Linked DNA regions of Mus musculus: region 2 is linked to region 1. The links are chromatin contacts, called in public Hi-C maps. All regions are on one chromosome and are shown on one strand. The core of a region is the stretch at or near the end of the contact, and the rest is flanking DNA. Distances in the headings are between cores, read along the strand shown. Region 1 has its middle 5.9 kb from the start of Rflnb. Region 2 holds the start of Nxn (nucleoredoxin).

Region 1 (7,324 bases), core at 2,101-4,600:
AAGTTCAGGGCTGAGAATATAACTTGATTGAAAGAATGCTGGCCCAGCTTGCATGAAGCCCCAAGTGTGAGCCCCATCACTATAGAAACTGGATAGGGAGCTGGAGAGATGGCTCAGTGGTTAAGAGCACTGACTGCTCTTCCAGAGGTCCTGAGTTCAAATCCCAGCAACCACATGGTGGTTCACAACCATCTGCAGTGTGGCCTCATGCCCTCTTCTGGTGTGTCTGAAGAAAGCAGTGGTGTACTTATATACAATAAATAAATAAATAAATAAATAAACAAACAAATAAATAAACAAATCATTAGAGCTGGATAAGGTAGCACATGGGTCTTTTTGGGGGGCGGCGGTGGTTGGGTTTTGTTTTGTTTTTATGTGTATCCATGTAAGTCTATGTGGGCAGTGTAGTGCAGGTGGCCATAGAAGGCAACTGAGGGCATCAGATTCCCTGGAGCTGGAGTTGCAGGCAGCTATGTGCCACCCAGTGTGGATGCTAAAAATTGAACTCTGATTCTCTGCAAGAGCTGCACGTGCTCCTAACCACTGAGCTGTCTATCTCTTGAGGCCCTGGTGGCATACATTGTAATCTCTTGGGAAGTAGAGGCCAGAGCATCAGATTCAGTTAATGTCAGCTAAAAAGTTGGTTCAAGCAAGACTAGACTGAGATATATAAGATTCTGGGGGTTGTGAGGAGGAGACAGAGAAAAACAGAAGAAAGAATAGAATCAAAGCTGTGTGTGGGTCCCCTCATGCTATGTCCATGTGGGTCTGGGAGCTCCTGTCTCTTGTTCCTTTTGACCTTGTAGTGTAGGAGATCTGGGCCCATTGCCTTGCAGGAAGTAGTCCCATTCATTTTAAAGTACCCTGCCCACTCAACAATAGCACCTGAACTATTGCCCAGTTTCTGTTCAGAAAAACCTTAGAGGCCACCTCCTCCACTAAAGAAAGATACCCGGGAAAGCTCTGAGCACCTACTCTGCATAGTAGTCAGTTTTAAGAACAAGGGTCAGTGCCCCATTCCTGTGAAGAGACACCATGACCAAAGCAACTCTTATAAAGGAAAGTGTTTAATTGGGGCTGGCTTATACTTTCAGAGGTTTAGTCCATCATCATCATAGCAGAAAGCATGGTGGAATGCAGGCAGACATAATGCTGGAGAAGGAGCTGAGAGCTTTGTATCTGGATGCAAAGGCAGCAGGAGGTCACTGGACCTGGCTTGAGCATTTGAAATCCCAAAGCCCACCACCCCAGTGACACACTTACTCCAACAAAGCCACACCCACTCCAACAAGGCCACACCCACTCCAACAAGACCATGCTTCCTAATCCCTGCCAAGTAGTGCCACTCTCTAATGACCAAGCATTTACATTTATGGAGGCCATTCCGACTCAAAGCCACCACAGTTGTGTAAGGGGAATGAAGATAAGAGGCTGAAAGAAAGAAAATCCCTAAAGTGCTGGGGCTATTATACCTGAGGCCTTAAGTGTCAACACTTTCCAGATTTGGGGGGAACTTGAAATATGGGCATGAAGATGTATCCTGTTACCTCGGGAAGTCAATAGATGAAGAAGGAAGCTATGCCTGCCTCCGGGCAGCCTTTCCCTCCCCCAGCAGCTCAAGGTTAAGGGGATCCATAGCTGGACACTTGCTACCCCACAGCAGTAAGTCCCCCTTCCCTCCAGGTGGGAAGTTCTGAACTGGAGCATCAGAGTTCAGTGTGCCTTGCTTTATTACTTTGGGGACTTTGTCCAAAGTCCCTCATTTTGCAGAAAGGTTACTAGTTGAGACTCTGGTGAGATCAGGTTGTCTCTGGTCTAAGCTACCTCCCTATTGTGTGAGACAGTGGTTTTTCAGCCTGTGCCCTGCCTGGAGTGACTCCGTTTTGAAGGTGGAGGACGACTGCAGCTAGACTTGTGAACAGCAGCGGGTATTTGGCACCATCCCACCTGCACAGATTGGTAATGATCTCTTCCCAGTAGGATGAAGGGCACCGCCCTATGAATGTATTGGGGTGAGTTGGGGCTGTAGAAGCATAAGCGTAGTAACGTTATTAGGAGAGCCGTGCCCAAGGGCTCATGGGAAAAAGCTGATTCCTCTTCCGGACCACATCCAGAGGAAGATGCCTGACACTTTGATGGTGAAGGGGTCCCTGGCCTGTAATGTGACCACCTAGCGTGTAAATCAAGTAATGATTGACAGAGAACTCCTGGCTGTTGCAGAGCGTCAGCACTTCTAGGACCCAACCTACTCAGCTTGCTCCCTGCTCTGCTCCTCTGTCTGGACCCGCCATCTGTCTGTGCTCATGATTTGTGCTCTTTCTCCTCCAGTCATGCCTGATTCTGCGGCTCTACTCTAACCTGCGGCTGGGACCTGACTACAGCAGCAGCCCCCCTATTCCTCCTCTCGCCTGCTGCTGTTTTATCAAGACTGAGGACCTAGGGCCAGTTAGAGCTTCATTGTTATTTATTTATACATTTATTTAAAAGATATTCTATTACACTTTATTCATTCACAGGTTTTCTTTGTGAGTGTGAGTATGTGGGTGTGTTCCTGCCACAGCACACATGTGAGGGTCAGGGCACAATTCTCAGGGACCAGTTCTCTGTATCCACCTTGTGGGACCTGCAGATCAAACTCTAGCTACCAGCTTTAGTGTCAGATATCTTTATCTGCTGGCCTATCTCTCTCTGGCTCCTGTTTTTATTTTGAGGTTTATCAGGATAACCTTGATCTTTCTATGTAGGCCAGGCAGGCCTTAAGTTCCCAGTGCCCCTGTCTCAGCCTATCCTGTAGCTGGTATTCAGAGGCAGGCAGATGTATGTGGGTTTGAAGCTAGCCTGGTCTACATAGTGAGTTCCAGGCCAGCCAGAGCTATATAGTGAGAGCCTGTCTCAAAATTTAAAAAAAAAAAAAGGGTGGGAGGAGATGCTTCAGCTGGTAAAACGCTTTCCTCCCAACATGAGGGATGCAGTTAGGATCCTCAGGCAGCTGCACCAAAGCCCAGAGAGTATGGTGGTGGCTTGCCTGCAGTCCTAACGCTCAGTAGGTAGGAAAGAGGATCCTGGGAGCAAAGTGACACTACTGAGGTATATACAGAGAAATCCAAGAAAATATCTGGCCTCCACACACATGCAAAAAAAAAAAAAAAATTTGCCTGTCTCTCTTGCTTCTGCAAGGTGGTTTTGCTGAGCACTCTTCTTTGAGTGTGTGGGTACCTACATCTCCACATCCTCCCTCAGCAGGGCCATGATGTTTTTTTCTGGCAGGCATCGTGGGCTAAATTAGGGTGTCATTGCAGCTATAGCTGTAGAAAGCCAGGAGCCAGAAGTTCCCCTTTCATTTTAATTGCACAAGACCAAATGTGACCCAACCTAGGCCGCATCTTGCAAGAGAGTTCGCTCCATTGTATAAAAGACCCAGACCCTTCTGCTTGGGGCTTCGTTGGATCAACCATGAAATCAATGGCCATGCTTTCTTTCTGTGTTTTCCTGAGAAAGGGTTACGTGTAGCCCAGCTGGCCGCAAACTTGATATGCAGCCAAGGATGACCTTAAACATCTAATCCTCCTGCTTCCACCTTCCCAGTGCCGGGATTACGGGCACACACTTCCATGCCCAGGGTGCCGGGGGTTGGATCCAGGGCTTCGTTCTTGCTAGACAGATAAAACTACCCACTGAGCTACAATGCCAGCCCAGTGCTCTTCCTTTCCACATAGCGTGTGGTGAGGCAATAAACAAGAAAGTGAAGTAGTTCTTTTTCCTCTTCCTGGTCACCTCTCCTCATAGGCACAGCAGCATAGGTCCAAATGATAAGAGCTTAGACTTTTGCAATCTGTAGCAGCAATGAAAGCCTGGCTCCTGGTGCAACAGGACTAGAGTGCTATTTGGATTGCTCTTGTTTTGTTTCTGACTTGAAAGTGCTTTTCAGTTTTAAACACCAGTCCCGGAGGACTTTGAAACTCCAGTTCCAAGGGAGCTGACACCCTCTTCTAATCCCCCAGGACACCAGATGTGCATGTGGTACAAGAAAAATGCATAAAATACAAGAAAAATACATAAAATAAATAAATCTAAAAAATGTTAAATTAGTCAATAAAGGTAGGCATGGTGGTACACACCTAAAAATCCCAGTACTTGGCTGCTGGAGGCAGGAGAATCAGGAGTTCAGTTTAAGGTCATCCTCAGCTATATAAAAATAAACAGAACATTTATAATAAAGAAAAGCATATTCAGAGAGGTCTGCTGGGATGGAGGTGCCAGGCCAGAAGAGGGTGTCTGATTCGCTAGGATTGGAGTTACAGGGGGTTGTGATACTCTATGTGGGTACTGGGAATGGAACCCAGAGGAACCCAGGTCCCCTGGAACAGTAGCCAATGCTCTCAACCCCTGAGCCATCTCTCCAGCCCCAAGCAACTGTCATAAGAAGAGCAACTGGGTGTCCCCAAGGGCTCCTATTCTCTCTCCTGTCTCAGGCAGCCATGCCATGCTGGATCCTCTGTGATCTTGAAGCAGCTTGGGAGCCTTTGAGGCTTTGCTGTTTGGCCCCATAGACCAGCTCTTTGTTCTAAGGCACAGTGAAGCATGCTCTTCTTTCATGCCTGTCAGCCAAGGAACCAAGAACTTGATCAGCCATTGCTTAACCAAGGGCTGTCTTCCCAGCTTGCAAGCCCTCGTCCAATCTGAATATGCCGAATAGAGCCAGCAGTACAAATGCATTGATGTAGGCTCAAGGAGCCCATGTGCCTCAGCCTTTCGCAAAATTCCACCTGTGTCCCTTGCAGAGGCCAGAAATGGATCTTTTTAACTGTGCTCTGTAAAGTCGGCTCTGAGCTGACAGGTGGGAATAACCAGGTGGGGCCAGAGTTCATCAAGCTTGTCGGGGCTCCCTACTCAGGGAACATTCGAGCACGTGCCACACTTGGTCTCTAGGCTAACATTGCCCTCTGGCTTGAGCAGACCACATCTCTTCATTCAAACTGGTCAGCTCCCAGTTAAGAGGTTGGAAAGGGGCCCCTTGGTCCTTCAGACTTGCTTAGCTCCAACATTGCCAGGCAAGCACTGGGTATGCCTCTGGCTCTATGCCACTCTGTGAATCCCGAGGGCTCGTGGTTATTAGCCTACTCCCAGCCTCAGCAACAGAGCCCACGCTCTTGATGGTTGTGGTAGGTTTCTGACCATTACAGTATGTCTTTCTTTTCTTTCTTTCTTTCCTTTTCTTTTTTTTCTTTTTACTTTTTTTTGACAAGATATCACTCAATAGCCTAAGCCAAGCCTCAAGTCTCCTGTTCTAGGTATGCACCACAGAGTCTGGTTCCTGGCTAAAGCACATCTTTTTTATTCCGCCCTGCTCCCTTAAAACAAAATTTAAAAAAAACAACAACAACAACAAAACCTAACAAGGGCTCATGTAGCCCAGGCTGGCCTCAAACTCTCAAGGTAGTCAAGGATACCCTTCAGTTCATATATATTCATATATGTATATATGTATAGATATATATATGAAATGTGCATTTATGTTTTGCCTGCATGTATGTCTGTGTGAGGCTGTTGGATCCTCTGGAACTGGAAATATAGAAAGCTGTGAGCTGCCATGTGTACTGGAAACTGAACTTTGACCTTGAGAAGAACAGCAAGTGTTTTTACCTCCTGAGCCATCTCTTCAGTCAGGCCTTTAATTCTCAGATTTGTGATCCCTGTGTCTCCATCTCCTAAGTGCTGATGTTGCGGGCCTGTGCCACCTACCCTTCCTTCTTGAATAAGTATGGCAGATCTCTTCCAATGTCCTTTGAAAATAAGGACTTTAATCTTCAGATACTTAGAGGAAAGAATTGAGTTCTAGTTTTTAAAGCATTTCGTTAGCATGAATACATGAAGGAAAGAAGAGATCTGGACAGTGAGGCAAATCCTCCCCATTATTGAACAGAGAACAACCCTGAATCCTGGAGGCTGGAGACCCCAATGTGCCACAGACATGGGCAAAAGCCAGAAGACTGAGCCGAGAGTGGTTTTAGTCCATTGGCTGGCTTTGCTGAAGACAGGCCAGTCCACAGAAATAAGCAGCAGCCATGAGGGGGGTCCTGCTTTGCCCTTGTCTGACTTAATTCCCATTTGGGCATCAGTTTACTAAGTGCAAAAAGAAAAGAGAGAAAAACAAACCTTACAAAAGCTTCAGGGTTGGCATCCGTTGTCAGGCAGCCTTTGTTCCTGAGGGATGCTGGGAGAGAGCACAGGCTGGAAGCCAAGGTCTGTGAGGACACGGTGCCTCTGTGATCTAGGCCCCTAGCGGTGATGACCCTTTTCTGAAAGGACAGCATTTAGATGAGGCCAATCTCTATGTAGGCCCCATGGTCTCTCTGGACCTTGCTTGTTTTGTCTAACCTACCTCCTGGTTTCTACAGATAACCAGCTGTTCCTCAATTGAAAGCCTGTCTCCAAAACTGGGCCAGGATGGGTCAGGGGAGAGTCAGGTGCCTCTTTCTTTCCCCTGCTGGCTTTATTTTACTTTATTTTAATACAAGTTCTTGGTATGTAGCCCCGACGGGCCTGGAATTCCCCCCAAGCTTTAATTAGGATATTCTGAGCAACATCCTGGGGGAAACATCTGGAAGAAGATGTAAGATAGTGAAGAATTTGTGGAGCAAGGCTCTAGGAAGCTGGGGGTAGTGGTTCACACCATAATCCTAGTACTTGGAAGTGATAGGCTGAGGCAGGAGAATTGTCTAGAATTTCAGGCCAGAAACTTTGTTGTTGTTGTTTTTGAGACAGGCTTCTCTGTGTAGTCCAGGCTGTCCTGGAGCTAGCTCTGTAGAACAGGCTGGCCTTGAACTCATAGAGACCTGCCTGCCTTTGCCTCCCAGGTGTTGGGATTAAAGGTGTGTGCCAAGAGAGCATTTTAGGTCTAAACTCACTGCTCAAGGCTGCAGAGATAGAGCCCAATTCCAGGATCTGAGCTGCAAAGTTCACACACACACAGTTACATGGCAAATCCCCTTCTAGGGACATCTGAGTCCATTGGTTTGGCCCTTTCTCATTCCAAGAGCACCTCTGTTCTCCAACCAGGAGTGCCAGGGATCCCAGACAAGGCCTGGCCAGATAGTATTATCGGCAGGAGATTTATGGGTGATTCTGGGGATTCTGAATGGGACAGAGGTTCACCACCTTGACCTCTGCATCCTGAACAGTCCTATGTTTGATTCTCCTCCAAGCCCTGCTGATTTCTGCATACATCAGTGTTAAACAGATAAGGAAAGAAGGGAGGGAGGGAGGGAGGGAGGGAGAGAGGGAGGGAGGGAGGGAGGGAGGGAGGGAGGGAGGGAGGGAGGGA
Region 2 (7,324 bases), core at 1,397-3,896, 370 kb before region 1:
GAGTTTGGAATCATTTCCATTGCAAACCCCCCCCCTCCTGCCACACCCCTTTGAAAGGCAGCTGCAGGCTTTGGCTTCTCCCCAAGGCATGCTGCACCAACAATTCTCCAAATTGTATTTATATTTCACGTGCAGTGTGTTCGGACTCTCACTTTCCCAGGTGCCAGATGCCGGCTTGGACACACTCCAGTGGAAACTGCTTTCCTGTAAAGTAATGAAAGGATGCTGCTGAGCACGTGACCTCTGCACGCCGCTCTTGCGCCCAGTTTACCAACTCAGTAATGACTTCCCCACTTCCCGATCCCCCGGAGCCTTTCCTCGCCTATTTCTGCTCCTGGTCCTCTGTTCTTTGGGTTGAAGCACATTTTTGTGAACTGAGCCAGGGTCTTATTACATAGCTCTGGCCTGGAATTTGCTATATAGACCAAGCTGGCCTCGAACTCACAGAGATCTGCCTTGACTCTGCCTTGACTAAAGGCATATCTGGCCATCATGCCTGGCCTCCTTTCACATATGTTTAGAATTTGACGATGTCTGACTGCAGATATCTATCTGTCTGACACGCTTTCAGACATGTGAAATCACATACCCACTCAGGAATACTTCAAATGTGACTCCGATGGGAAGATGAAATTTTTTAAACTTTTTTTTTAATATTTATTTATTTATTATATGTAAGCACACTGTAGCTGTCTTCAGATGCACCAGAAGAGGGAGTCAGATCTCATTACAGATGGTTATGAGCCACCATGTGGTCGCTGGGATTTGAACTCAGGACCTTCTGAAGAGCAGTCGGGTGCTCTTACCCACTGAGCCATCTCTCCAGCCCCAAGATGAAACATTTTAATTCACTTTAAGAGTTTATTTTGAAGCAGAGCCTCCCTCTGCCTACAGGCTGGCCTGGAACTTAGGATCCTCTTGCTTTCACCCTCCTAACAGTTGGGATTACAGGAACGCACCATCATATCCATAAATTTAAGGCTTTAGAAACAGGATGCTAGGGTTGCTGGAGAGATGGCTCAGCTTGGTTAAGAGCTCTAGAGAATTCATGTTTGGACCTCTACATTTGTATGGGGTGTCTCACAATGCCCTGTAATACCAGATGAATACACACACACACACACACACACACACACACACACACACACGAATAAGACAATTTATTTAGTGTTTTGAAGCAGGGTGTCATTGTGTAAGCCTGGCTGTTGTAGACCAGGTTGCCCTCAAACTCACAAAGATGTGCTTCCTGGGTGCTGGGATTAAAGGCGTGAGCCACCATTTGTGGCACCAGTGTGTGAAGATTGTCTTTAACACTTTCATTGGTTCATGTGATGATATTTTACAGGCCTGAAAACTTAAACAATTTTTCTCTCTACCTTAAACACACTGAGGACTTTGGGGCATTTCTACTAGAAGTATGAGGTTATATTCTGAAATTTAAATGGTCTTGTGTCATACACTTTGTGCTCTCTGTGTGTGTGTGTTTGTGTGTGTGTGTGTGTTACAGTAGAGGAAGCCTGTGTAATTAAAGCATTCTGCTGCTTTCACTTTAATCTTTTGCATCTTATGTGTTGGTAGAGTTCTCTCTTTCATTCTTCCATTAGATGGCGGCAGATACGAAAGAAATAACCTCGAAAGCCATGAAGGATAGCCAGTGGTTGGGTTTTCCTCTTAAAATGTCACTGTTGTTAGTAGCTGAGCTGATACACATGAATGGTCCTCTTTTTTAAAAATGTGTGTATGCATGTGTATGTGTAATAGTGTACATTTTGTCCTGTGTTCGTGCCTAGGAAACTTGCCACAGATCATTTGTTTAATCAGGGTTCTTTCCTAGGCATTGGAAAGCATCTTTCAAGATGGGGTTAAAATTTTTTTTCTCTCTCAACTACTAGCAGACCTGAGATAAGCTATGAAGTCAGGAGAGCAGCCAATACTGATTTGGAAACGCTGCGCCATCTGTTGCATACATTTACGGAAATGGAAGAGAGCCATTTCCCATCGGGGAATGGTTCCAGCGACCTGTGGACTGAAATCCCACACTGTGACTTGTAATCAGCCCACAAGTATTTATGAATTCTCTCTCTTGTGCTTGGCATCAGAAACAGAGAGGTGGCGCCCGCCAGTCTACTTATAGTAACAAGCACAAAACACACACATGACTGATGAACAAGACCTGGCCTGATATAGTGACATTGGGTGGTGATGATGTTAAAACCCTACAAGTTTTATATGAGGTCTTTGGGGTTCAAAATGTCTTAAGGGTTAGTATTGGGAAGGGAGAAGGAGAGGCTGGAAAAAGAGCAAGAACCGGTGCAGAACTTCAGTGTGGAGAGGGTTTAGAAGTGAAAGGTGAGAGGAATTAAGGGGTAGGGATGCGGTTTAGCTCCTTTTGCAGCCTCGGAAAGCGCCAGTTCCGGGAGGATCGTTCTCCTGCCTTAAGTCCAGGCAATCTAGTCCTGGTGTAGAACTCGGGTCAGGTTTCTTACTTTAGCCACGTACCGGAGGCTCGCGCCAAGACGCCAGCTGCTAGGGACCTGCCTGCGCAGCGCGGGCCAGCCACGGAGGGGGCGTGGCTATGGAGGGGAGTGGCTGGGCGGCCCGGTGGGCGGGGCTCCCCTCTCAGCCTCCGCTGCCGCCGCTGCCTCCGCCCGCCGCGCGGACCAGCGAGCCGGTAGCTGTTGCGAGCCCACCCGCCCGCCCGCGTGCCGGGGCTGCGGTGGGCCAGGATGTCGGGCTTCCTGGAGGAGCTGCTGGGAGACAAGCTGGTGACGGGCGGTGGCGAGGAGGTGGACGTGCATTCGCTGGGCGCCCGCGGCATCGCGCTGCTGGGGCTCTACTTCGGGTGCAGCCTGAGCGCCCCCTGCGCGCAGCTCAGCGCCAGCCTGGCCGCCTTCTACGGTCGCCTGCGAGGGGACGCGGCGGCCGGGCCGGGGGCCGGGGCGGGGGCCGGCGCAGCCGCGGAGCCAGAGCCCCGGCACCGCCTGGAGATCGTCTTCGTGTCTTCGGACCAAGACCAGCGGCAGTGGCAGGACTTCGTGCGGGACATGCCATGGCTGGCGCTGCCCTACAAGGAGAAGCACCGGAAGGTGAGTAGCGCGGGCCCCGCGGCGCCCCCGGCCTGCAGGCGCGGTCCACGTTCTGGGAGCCAGCTGCTCGCCGCCCTCACCGGCTGTCCATAGGCCTGCCATCTCTATCTTGGCCCGCTCCCTCCTCTTGCCCCATCCAGGATCCTGTCGTGTTGAGGCGCTCGCGGCAACTCCTGGGTGCCAGTACCCAGCTGAGCCCACGCTGGGAAGTTTGACACCCCTCTGGTCCACGCGATGGGAATCGCGTAGGAGTGGCCGCTCTCTGCCCTCCCCACTCTACAACCCTTATCTTCCTCCTCTAGCCACTTGACTCCTCGCAGATACCTGTGGTGTGGGGGGTGGGGAGGGCACGAGCCCCCTTCCCATAATGCCTGCACCAGGAAGTTTCCTTTCTTTCCTAGAGAAATCTTGCCTTCCTGGGACCCCCTCCTCTGTGGCCAGGGACCCGGAGGCGGCTGCTGATCGGGGCTTTAGGAGAGAGGGGAGTTCACTCCTCTCCCCCTTTCTTCCCTTGCCCCCGCCCCGCCCCCTGGGCTGAGTTAGTGGCCACCGGGGAGCTTTTCATTGTCTGGCTGTCCAGCAATCTTCCCAGGCCCAGAACAGCCCGCGATCCTTGTACGTGCCATAGTTTGGTGGTGGGCTGACTTGGCACACTTCGAATTCGGTGCGGAACTGATCCCATCGGTGCAGATGAATGACAGCAAACGGCCCATCAGTTTGCTGATGAAATTAAGTTCGGGTTTCTGAGCGTATCTGTTGGGTGAAGACGTCTGTTTCAATAAAACCAATTCAAGACATTTTGCAATGAGTGCTAACAGGAAAAGTTTTGACGTGCCCTTGCTTAATTCGCGTGGCGAATGCAACGTATGACTCTGGCTCTTTCGTTTTCTGAGGAGCATCTTAGTTTATAGGGCACACAGGAGAAGGGCTATTCGGGGCATTTAGGTTCCTCCAGGGAGGGTGGTAACACATGCCACGTGTTCCTTTTATGTGTACAGAATCATGTTGAGACGCATGATTTAGACTTAGAGCAAAATAGGCTTATAATTTGATCCCAAAATGTCTTGAGTGTGTAAGCAATGTAAGGCACAGATGTGAGATTTAAAGTTTGAAATATAGTTTAAGAAATACAGTTGGTAAATTTAATATTGGGAAAACATCAGCCCACTAACCACACAGACGCGAGACTTTACATCTTAACTACTTTTTCAAGTTATTATGCTCCTACATGATTTATGTGTCTGCTAGGGTATGAATATGCACGACTAGTACTTTTTTTTTTTGCTTAAAAATATGGGAATCCTTTGTTTTCTTTTTGGTGGTTGTTGTGATGATCCTTTTGGGAAGGAATAATGTTCAGAAGTCATTTATTGAAAAAATATTTCATTGTCATGGCCTTTTTCTGTTGTAGACTAAAATCTGTTTAAAATAATATCCTTATTGGGCAATACAAATGATTTCTAGCTTTGGAATATATACACCAAATGGCAGAATGTTCCAGACTTATGTCCTATTGTAGTTTTTACAGAAGGGGAAATAAAATTTCTGGGCAATAAAAATAGGAAGCAAACTGAGATGTTTTAGAAATGTCTAATGTCTTTTGCCCCCAAAATAGGAGCGTGTTTGATATGACAATGGCTTCTTCTATCCTGGGTAACCCCTTTGCATGAAAGAACATGTTCTGTAGCCCTATCCTGCCCTGGCTGGTCCCACTCAGATGAACATCTGGATGACACAGGCCCAGCAGGATCTTATTTGAAAATACAGCTCAGCATGCTGGATGTGCCTAAGTCATAAGCCAGCATCTTAAACATTTATTTTCATTTTATTTATTCATTTATGTATGTATTCATTTATTTATATATTTTTGTGGTGCTAGGCATGAGATCTTTGCACATGCTAAGTAAGTGCCTTCCACTACCGAACTTCACGTCCCTGGCTTCCCAGATTTATTTTTTGTGCCATTTTCCCGAGTCTCGCCCTATAGCCCATTGGTTTCTTCAGCTCCAGAAACCCTCCTGTGAAAAAAAAAAAAAAAAGGAAAAGAAAACAAACAAACAAACAAACAAAGCCCGACGTGGTGGTGCACGCCTTTAATCCCAGCACTCGGGAGGCAGAGGCAGGTGGATTTCTGAGTTCGAGGCCAGCCTGGTCTACAAAGTGAGTTCCAGGACAGCCAGGGCTATACAGAGAAACCCTGTCTCGGGAAAGGAAAAAAAAAAAAAAAAAAACCTCCTGTGAGGGAAAGGGGCGGGCGACTTGGTGTCAGACCCAGGAATAATGTCCCGCTTTGTGGTGACATGTCAGGTAAAAAGGCCAAGTCGGTTTCTTGTAGAAAACATACTTGGGAATGGAAAAGGAAGTGTCCTCACTGTGAGAGGGGCCATTTCCCACCTTGAAACCAAAGAGGTATAAGACACATTCTCTTCTGTAACCAAGGCTTTGTCTTCTGCAGCTTGGAATCGAGATGCACAGAAATTGGTGAGTTCCCAATACCAACTCACCCCAAGAAAAGTGAAGAGAGAGGGCACCCCAGTACACGGCAGGCACCTGTGTGTGTGTGCGCGCGCGCGCGTGCACACGTGTGTTGATGGATCTGACTAGGCTGTTTCCCCAACTGTAAAAATAGATTTAAAGAAGGGCATTTGTTTTATACTGAAGGGAAACTGAAGTTCCAGATTACATTTTTTTTAAGTTCTCATTAACATTTGGTCTTTAAAAGCATTTGTGTGTTTCTTCCCATTGGGAAAACAAAGGATATGGTTCTAATTAGTTATTGGCTGGCATTTCTCTACAGAAAATTGAAAAATTATGGTGGGGAAAGAAAATGCTGTGTGGTATTTCTCTTTCTCTTCTTTTTATTAATTTCTCCTTTATATAGTAAGAAAGTCTGGGGATGACCATATATGTTCAGCCTGCATTCTTGTCTCACTCCCTCACCTCCGTTGGAGCTGTGAGAAAGCATGAGGTAAAGGGTCCTGGTGTTTCCCCCTCCTCTTTAATTCCTTATGGAACGTTGTCTTCCCTGTTTCTGTTTCTTTTAGTGGTAGGTCTAAAGTAATTGAAGCTTTTCTTCTTCCTTCCAGAACACACACATTATTATATAGCTGTATAGAAATTGTAATTAGATGATAATCAGACTTTGAGTGGATTTATGGGAGTGGCTCAGTCAGGAAGCCTGTAACCCTGAACTTAAGACGGTTGGGCTTGTTTTAATAAGTAGGCTAGTGGACGTTTTTTCAGATTTCTGTAGAGAGAGAACGTGATGAGCAGTTGGAAATTGGTGATGATTTAGACTTTCGAATTTGAGCTGTCTCTTTCGATGAATAAAAGTTCATTGTTGAAACTGGAGAATCTGGCTCCAGGATCAACTTAACGGTGTCGAGAGTGAACACCAGTTTTGGTCTTAAAGCCACAGGCCTTGGCTTTGCCTGGGTTGGGTGTCTAGTGGAGAGCGGTTGCTCATGGGTGCTTTGCCATCAGGGTGCAAACCACTGACCTCCCTCCACACAGGTGCATTGGGATTTGACTTGGTCTGTAGTGTTTTGAGGTCAGGATGGGAAAGTGTTAGGGTTGAGTGACGACTCTGGTCCAGCTCTTTGGTTACTTGTTTTGGACAGGTAAATGGAGTCTGCCTGGCTGGCAGAGTCGTAGCCTGGACTTCTCCCGAGTCACTTGGGCACTTTGGAGGTGACAAGCTCTGGTACCAAGCCAGTCTTCAAGCTCCCTGTCCTCTGGTCTTCCTCGTCCTCTGCCTTAGACTGAGAGGGAGCACTGACATGATTCTGGCCTTGCTTCTTACTCCCTTTCAAGGCAGTGAGTGCAAGATGCCAAAAAGGATGTGGCTTTGAATATTGGGGGCTCTTGCCTGCTTCCTATAGAGTCTCAACCAGTCGGGACAGGCTCTCACTGGGGACTGTGTTTCCATTTGAATGGGCTAATAAAAGGCAACAGTCCAGCAAAAGCAATCAGAGCTGTATTCTGGAGAGGCTCTTCCGTCTTTCATCATTTATAATGTGTGTTTTAATCTGATCTTCTCTGTGTAATGAAATAGTCTAGTGGCTAAAAATCGAAGTTCTTTGTTTTTTGTTTTTTTTTTTTTTGTCTGAGATCTGCCATTTTTTAGCTGTGTGTCCTGTGTAGGATACTCTGCATCTCTGTGCCGTAGGTCCCTCATTGTAAAATTGGGATAATAGCACCTGCCTCATAGGATTGTTGTAGGGTCTGTATGATATGCA

What was found. A called contact is a pair of places that touch in the nucleus more often than the background predicts.
Region 2: a contact with region 1 is called in a Hi-C map of neutrophils, with 2.6 times the contacts expected there. The contact joins the promoter of Nxn here to the enhancer-like site in region 1. A contact is called at or near these places in 10 of 39 promoter capture datasets (the 3T3-L1 cell line, cranial neural crest, embryonic stem cells and 5 more), 1 of 15 datasets of contacts at CTCF or cohesin (embryonic stem cells), 6 of 484 Hi-C or Micro-C datasets (the N1E-115 cell line, embryonic stem cells, liver and 2 more), 18 of 115 datasets of contacts at active chromatin or transcription factors (the 230-238 cell line, the SCID.adh cell line, T-cell acute lymphoblastic leukemia and 11 more) and 5 of 9 other capture datasets (adipose tissue, embryonic stem cells, liver and 2 more).

Annotation. Positions count from the first base shown.
Region 1 is chr11:76,030,002-76,037,325 of GRCm38.p6, reverse strand. No RefSeq gene overlaps it. Among named protein-coding and RNA genes, the nearest start is that of Rflnb, 5.9 kb to the right of the region's middle. Within about 2 kb of position 3,350, at least 37 of the 459 cell types and tissues checked have an H3K27ac peak or open chromatin away from gene starts, as enhancers often do. A contact at or near this core is called in bone marrow-derived macrophages, hematopoietic stem and progenitor cells, neutrophils and 1 more, where this site is marked.
Region 2 is chr11:76,394,463-76,401,786 of GRCm38.p6, reverse strand. Nxn (nucleoredoxin) reads left to right here and starts at 2,646. Exons shown (of 8, transcript NM_008750.5): 1 at 2,646-3,086. The coding sequence starts at 2,727.